Linked DNA regions of Mus musculus: region 2 is linked to region 1. A link is a contact called in public Hi-C data. All regions are on one chromosome and are shown on one strand. Each heading gives the region's core, a stretch centred on a gene start, on an enhancer-like site or on the middle of the called end of the contact. The rest is flanking DNA. Distances are from core to core; before and after follow the strand shown.

Region 1 (3,674 bases), core at 788-3,287:
TGCTCTATGGCCAAAATTAATGACCCTTCCTAGGATTAGTGACCTTCTGAGACCTGCGAATGAGGAGCAGTGATCTGGCCATCCTGGGGGCTGTGGTTTTCCAGGAACCTCGAAGCTTGTAATTTACAATAAGCCAAGAGAGTGAGTATGCATGGAGCATCTGCAAGTGGGTCCATCTGTATAGTACAAGGAATGGCTGTAAAATTGGGGACAGAGACACCAGGAACGACCCCAGGGATAGGTCAGGATATGTCAATCGTGAGCCTTAGTTTCCCTCTTTAAGTAAAAATGGGGATAGCAGAACTGATTTCAAAGGATGGTGAAAGAAAATCATCCGCAGTGGTCCGTGATGCCTTGTAGGGACTTTGTAAGCAGCTGGCTGCTTTCTAGATTCACATCTGGAAGTCCTTTGATGGCAGGGGTCTCAGGTGGACTGCTGGTGTGTCTTTCTACCTTATTTGTATCTCTCCTTGTTCTGCTTGCATCCCAGTGCAGAGTCCAATTGGGAAAACAAAGGCCCTAGAGTGTGTACCCAGAGCCATTGAATGTTGCAAGGTCTCTGGCTCCAAAGGTGGGAGAACCCCACATAGATGCCCCCACTAGAACGACAGAGATGATTAGATGATGCAGTGAAGGACTCAAGAATGGACATGGAACTCATAAATGGCAAAGCCCCTAAAGGATGGGGCTCAGACCGTTATCTCCATAGAGAAGCAACAAGAAGGAACTGGAATTTGGTTCTTTGGTCCTTCTTACCTTGCCTAGTAAGTCTAAAGTTAGAACCCGATTCATTACAAAAAGAAAAGAGGAGGCAGCGAGGAGGAGAAAAAGGAGGGGCGCGAATATAGGAAGCCTTTCTAACCTTTGAAGTCCCCAAGCCCAGATCTTTCCCACCTTTCTTACATGAGTGGCCAGTGGCCGGCTCTTGCTACTGCCATGCCTACCTCTGAGCGCTTTGAGTGCCAGACTTGCTCAGCAGGCTCTAGGTGGGAGGCCTCCGCTTATCCCGGGAGCCCGCAAGTCTATAGAAGGCCAGCAGGGGGAGACATTAGCACGTGGGTACGTCCGCTGGGACCTGAGAAAAGCGAGTAGGTCAGACCGGGAGGGTCTGAGCTATGGGATTGAGCCAAATTATAAGCAAAGAGACAAGGAGGGGCGGAGAGAATGGGCCAGTGCTGGGAGACAAAGACCCAGATGGTGAGGCCGAGGCCGGGAAAGGCTGGAGTCCGGAATCTCAGGGCCCAGATGCCTGCTTTTGCTCTTTCAAAAGGCTTCTCTTCTGCTCCTTTCTCCCCTGTCCTAGAGCTTTCTGTACAGTTTGTGACCTCTCGTCCCTACTTGCCTGCTCCTGGCCCTTTCGTATGCCTTCAGACAGGACTGACTAAATCTGTGTGCCTGGAGTTTGGGGTGGAGGGTCTCAAAGGGCTCGCTCTCGAAGATGAAAATTTTAAAGGCTTGGTTCACTAGATGCAAATAAATTCCTCCTCCCCTTTGGACACAATACTTTTTCTGAGTCTCCACTGCCCATAGCTCTAACCTCTAATAGTCTAATAGACTCTTGTCGTGGTCAATGCAAAAAAGGAGTGCATTACGAGGACAGGAAGACGGGGTCCAACAGAGTGTAGGTAGTGACTGGACTGGGAGCAGGCAGGCTGACAGAAGTGGGCACCGAGTGGGATTCTGGGGCTGGTACGCGAGTATGCGCATGTGGGGTGTGTTTGTGTGTATAAAAAGAACACAAGGACGGTGCTTTCTGGAGGTACTTGGGACAGGGTTTGTCTGCTCTAGGTCAGTGGGCCGGGTGCTGACCGGGTGTGCATGAGAGCAGGCCAGCAGCTTTTGGGAAGCGCCAACTTCCCTAGAACTCCCTGGGAACCAGACTAAGCGGGACAGAGGCATAACCGCAAGAGCCGCACATTCAGATTCGTGCCATCGAGAGAGCAGCGTCCTTATGAGCTCCCCGAAGCCCCACCCCTTCCTGCTCTGTGGGCGTGGTATGGGGCAAGGACCCCGTCACAGAGCTTTCTATTGGTTCGAAGGAGCAGGGTTGGCCTTGTGCTCGCCTGAGCAGGAGAGTAGAAAGCTCAGCGGCAGCGGAGGGAGTCTATGCGCGCTGGACAGCAGTGGGGGGTGTGTGTGATTCGCACTGACTGCAGACACTCGGGCTCAATCGCCGGGGATTAAGGACTTGGCGACCGGGCTGCCGGGCTACCCGGCCGAGGCTTCAGAGGTGCAAATCGACGGGACTGATTTGCTCGGCAGGGCCGTACTAGCCTTTTAAGTATACTGAGAAGGGCCGGTGCTAAAGTAGAAGCTGTCGTGGGACGCGCCGGCGCGGAGTCCCACTGTGGCCCGGAGGAACGGAGTCCGTGTTAGGGGGACCCAGTCGGGAGCCTGGGGACCGAGCTCGCATTGTTGGGAGACAACCCGCCTCTTCTTCCCAGAGGCGTCAATCCCAGGACGGTCGAGGCGTCGGGGCAGCCACTGAGCGCTCTTCAGGGAGACCCGATCGGGGAGAGGACTTGCAGTCTCAAACAATCTGGGAGAGCCGAGCGGAATCCGGCGGGATCACTCGGGGGCGGCGAGCCCCCGTCGCGCCTCGTGCGGCGGAGAGGCCAGGGAAGAAAGTCCTCGGAGGCCGCAGCCCATGCGCGGGTTGGGGACGCCTGCCCAGTGAGTCCTCCTGGCCAGCCGGGCGAAGGAGAGCGACCCCGAGGCCAGCGGGAGGGGAGTGCTTCAAGGCCGGCGGCTGCGGAGGATGGGCGCCTGAGTGGCTCCGAGCGCTGCGCGGCACGGGCAGGCGAGGCGAGCTTTGCTGAGGAGGCGCTAGGGGATCCTGAAGTGCATTCTGCCCCGGGGAAAATGGCCCGGCCTGGGCAGCGTTGGCTCAGCAAGTGGCTTGTGGCTATGGTCGTGCTGACGCTGTGCCGGCTTGCCACGCCGTTGGCCAAGAACCTGGAGCCCGTGTCCTGGAGCTCTCTTAACCCTAAGTGAGTAACTTATCTACTCTGGTCCCTGGGGGTGGGAGGCACTTCTTCGGGGTGAGGTCGTGCACCCCCAAGTGCGTGGGGGGGGTTGTCCGTAGGAGGTGCGGCGCCCTATTTTATATCTGGCCTTTTCTAGTGTTTTCTTGCGGGCAGTCGGGGTAGGGTGCGGAAGGGTGGGGTGGGGGCACTTAGCTGCGTTTCGATCCTTCGGTTTGGCCCTACTCTCAAGTCCGGATCGCGTCTGTTGGTCACACCAGGCAGATATAGAATGTCTGGGCGCTCCAGAGCGCACCCGAGAGCTGGGTGGGGGCGAGTAAGCAGCCCACTCCAGGGCCTCTGGGAACGTGGTGGTTTTCACTCACAGCCACTCCAGGGGTGAGATCGACCTGAGCAAGGGACCAGGCCAGAACACAGGTTCCTCATTTGCTTAGGTGTCAGGGCGGCTCAGGACCTAGCGCCCCGGGGCGAGTGGCAGCATCTGTATATCTTCTCCAGCTTCTCCCATTTTCATTTGTCTTTCTTCCCTGTCTGTTTGCCTCCCTGTCTTTCTCTTTGCCGTCTCTTCTTGCACACTCCCCCCCCCCCCCCATTTCTCTCTGCCGGGGAGGTAGAAAGGCGGGCGCTGCTTCCAGGCTCACAAAGGCGGCGGGTGGAGAAGGGCGGAGTGGAAGAGGGTTTGTTTGAGAA
Region 2 (3,734 bases), core at 871-3,370, 720 kb after region 1:
TCTGATCCTATGAGAGTTGAGTTGTTCTCTTTGAAACCTTGATCCTGTCATTACCCAGGTCAGTTTGCCAGTTGTAACTGGCCTATCTCTGCCAAATCCCCATTTAGTATGGCTTCTGTGTGACATTAGAGATGATCTCCACTATCACTTCCATTGACTTCGTGAAATCTTGAATTGTTTTTTAAGACTTGCAATTTCACCCCGAGATTCACTTGCATTGTGCTGTAATACTATAGCAATGAATGAGAGGCTAAAAAGGATCATAGCAGAATGGATGTGGGTAAAGAACGGGGGCAAGTATGAAGAAGGGATGATTTGAGATTCAAAATGGTGAACATTTTATGCTATGATGATTTTGACTGTCTACCCAACATTATTCATAGAGTCCTTTTCCTCCATTTGGGGTTGATCTCTAAAACAAAAGGATGGGACTAGGTGTTAAATAGTTAAAGAACAACTCAAAATAACTTAAGTGAAGGCCTTGGGTCCAGTTGTTAGCACAGAAGACACAAGGATAAGGGAAGAAAATGGCAAAAGTCCATTACAGCAAAAGGCTCAGAGTTCTTTCCCACTGCCATTATGTCCTGTCACATGCACTGTGGTGGCCACACAGAAATCTATTCACTTAGTACTGAATGTTCATGAGGATAACTGCCTTGGAGCATAGGATGAGTGTCACCAGGTTACTCCAACATGGCATCTGCTCTCAAGAGCTCCTGCCTTGTATAGAGAGAAACCCCTAAAGAGAGATGTCTCAAAATGCATGTAGATTCTGAGAATGTCTTCCATGCCCATTGGTGTCACTGAGTCCAGGTCACTAGTGACTCTTAGACCAGAGGCAAAGATGTCGCACAGATGATCCATTCAAAAACTGGACCTGGTATCTGAACAGAGAAGTCCCCAAACACACACACACACACACACACACACACATACACACACACAAGTTAAGAAACATCTCAAAAATGTTCATCCTTCCTAGCAAATAGGAAAATGCAAATAAAGACAACTTAGAGATTTCATCTTACCCCACTCCACTCAGAATGACAAAGCCGAACAACATAACTAACAAAAAATTCTGGAAGAGGTATGGAGAAATACTCTTTGGGTCTCTGAGATGGTATCCTTCCTGTGGAACTCTTCTAAAGATTAAACCCATCTCATTTTCTCCTGCTAACAACTTCCCATAGTTTCACATCACACATAGAAAGCAATCGGAACTCTCCATGGCTCACCAAGCTCTCCACAAGCAGAAACAACTTGCCTTCTCTTCCCTTATCACTTTCCTCCCTTCCAGCCACCCCACCTATGCTGAACTTCTGTTTGCAGTTCCTCAGCCTCAAATGTCCTTCCTCAGATTTTTGCAAGGCTGACTCTTCATTATCAGGTTCCAGCTCACAAGTCAATTTCTCAGAGGGCTTCTCTTGACTACTCATTGTATAGTAGAGCCCCTCTGGCCCCAATATTTTGGCATGTCACCCTGCTTTTTATACCATCTAGACTGCATGGAACTGTTTTAAATGATAAGTGGACACGGGACAATGGTTTTCACATCTGCTTTCTTGTTTGTTGTCTCTGCGTTTGAATGGAAGCTCTAAGACAGACCTTTTTATCATGCTTTTTGTTTTCTTTTTCTTTGTCATTTCTCTAGTGCTTTAGTCAACATCCACAGAGTGAATGAATGTGGAGGTGGTAAGTAGTTCATTTGGGTAAGAAAGAGTGGTTTAGGATGTACAGAGTGGGTGGCCAGGGATGAGCTTGAAAGATTGCCTAAGGTAAAAACATGAAAGGCCTTGAAGGTCAGTCAGAACAGGAAATCTAGGTTGGCTTCGCATCGCAGTCCTTTGGGAGCCATGGAAGATTGTTAAACTTCAGAAGACTTATTATCAGCTGACCTGAGGTAAGGTTCAAGTACAACCACGTTCTGGATGGATTGGTAGATGAAGTGAACGGAGAGTCTGGTTTTGAAAGCTAATCAACCACAGATTGCCCTGCGTTTGCCCAGGGTATCTTCCAGGTGTTTCCCTCAGGCTCTGCACCACCCAGCTTCCAGCTCTTCCGGGGCAACGGAAAAGCCCTAACTGCCTTTCCCGGATACCGGCCGCTGGGTGGCGCTGTGGCTCCTCCTACCCGGGCGGGAGGCGCCAGGGAGGCGGAGGCGCAGCCGCTGAACAAGGCCCAGGCGCGGGGGTCCGTTGCCGTCCGCCCTGCCGGCCTTCCCTCCTTGGCCTCTTTCTCCTTCCTGCTTTCCTCGCGTCTGGGCCATTTCCCGCCTTCATCCGCACCCAGGCCCTCAGTTGCCTGCTCCCCTCCGCCTCTGGCGGCCTTGGCTTCCCCACTACCCTGTCAAGCCAAACGCAGGCTGAGGCTGGGGCATGGGCGGGGCGCGGGAGGCTGGGCTGGAGAGCCGGCCTCTGAAGGCCGGGGCCTCCCGGAACCCTGCCATGAAATGCAGCTCAGCGCTCCAGAGTCTCAGCCACAGCTTGGGAGCCGGCCGCCCCGTCTAGCCAGGCTGGAATGAAAAGATGTACAGGGTTGCATGGGCAGCCTTTTGGTGCAGAAGGAAGAAAGCCATTAAGGGGCCAATTCACTGTTTGTGCTAATGGCCTGTCCTTCCCCCTGGCGATTAGAGCAAGAAGCCAGCCAGTTATCATCTGGGACTCCTTTGGTGCCTTCCTCTCCTCCACCACAAAGACCCAGATGGTGTCTGGGTGTCTGTCCCTGTCTCAGTTTCTCTCTATCTCTCTCTTTTCCTCTTCCCCTTCTCTGTTCCTCCCTTTCCCTCCTCCTCTTCCCTCTCGCTCTCCATTTACCCTGCCTCCTTCCTCTCATCCTCTCTCCCTCCCTCCTCTCTCCTACCGATCCATCATCATGCCTGCTATTTTGTCCCCAGATTTTCATTCTTCCCACACCTGCCTCCAGCCTCCTGCCCTTGCAGAAGAGACTCCCTGGCATGGGGCCAGGTGCCTTCTCATGCTTTGGTCTGACTTCCTGCTCCTGTAATGGTTCGCAATGGTTGGAGAAAGCAAAAGCTTTATATTCAAAGCCCTCCACACTTAGACCACACCATTTTGGCCGGTTGGCTTCAACTCTTATACTAAGAGGCTTCCTTTGGTGGGCTGCCATGACTAGGTCTAGACCAGTGGGAGACTCAGAGGGACTCTGAAGGGTTCCCGAGGCATCTGTCTGAGCAGTCTTCACTCAGGAGTACATTGTGACAGGACTGGAGACCGTATGCACAGCGCATGTGCCTGCCTTCCCAGAGACCCAGAGTCCATCTGTGTCCTCTGTGCCGCCCTTTTCTTGTCCCCCAGTTTCTGAAGTGCTCCACTCTGTCACCTTTACCCTCCAGTATCTTCCCCTTCTGACCTTCCCACTGCTTACTGGAGGTTGATTCTCAGCAAACATACATTGATCGTATCACAAAGTGCCTGGTGACATGCATGATCAAGTTTTTCCCACAATGCTGAGCCCCACTTTCAGCAAGCACCTTTTCTGGTTTTGTTATTCTTATGGAGCCTAATAGTTACAGGTTCTAAGACAACAGATAGTTCTTCATGAGGAAGATATATTCTCTCTCTCTCTCTCCCTCTCTCTCTCCCTCCCCCCTCTTCTCTCTCTCTCTCTCTCTCTCTCTCTCTCTCTCTCTCTCTCTCTCTCTCTCTCTGACTCTGTGTTTATTTAGCCTTGTTGAACTCACCACATAAACCTGTAAATTCATATGAAAAACCATA

Evidence for each region. Hi-C and Micro-C count contacts between places; a contact is called where the count stands out from the background.
Region 2: a contact with region 1 is called in a Hi-C map of myocytes, with 4 times the contacts expected there. The contact joins the enhancer-like site here to the promoter of Efnb1 in region 1. A contact is called at or near these places in 5 of 39 promoter capture datasets (the 3T3-L1 cell line, 3T3-L1-derived adipocytes, hippocampal neurons and 2 more) and 2 of 484 Hi-C or Micro-C datasets (embryonic stem cells and myocytes).

Annotation. Positions count from the first base shown.
Region 1 is chrX:99,134,024-99,137,697 of GRCm38.p6, forward strand. Efnb1 (ephrin B1) reads left to right here and starts at 2,038. Exons shown (of 5, transcript NM_010110.5): 1 at 2,038-2,990. The coding sequence starts at 2,863.
Region 2 is chrX:99,851,236-99,854,969 of GRCm38.p6, forward strand. No RefSeq gene overlaps it. Among named protein-coding and RNA genes, the nearest start is that of Tmem28, 33 kb to the left of the region's middle. Within about 2 kb of position 2,121, at least 121 of the 459 cell types and tissues checked have an H3K27ac peak or open chromatin away from gene starts, as enhancers often do. A contact at or near this core is called in myocytes, where this site is marked.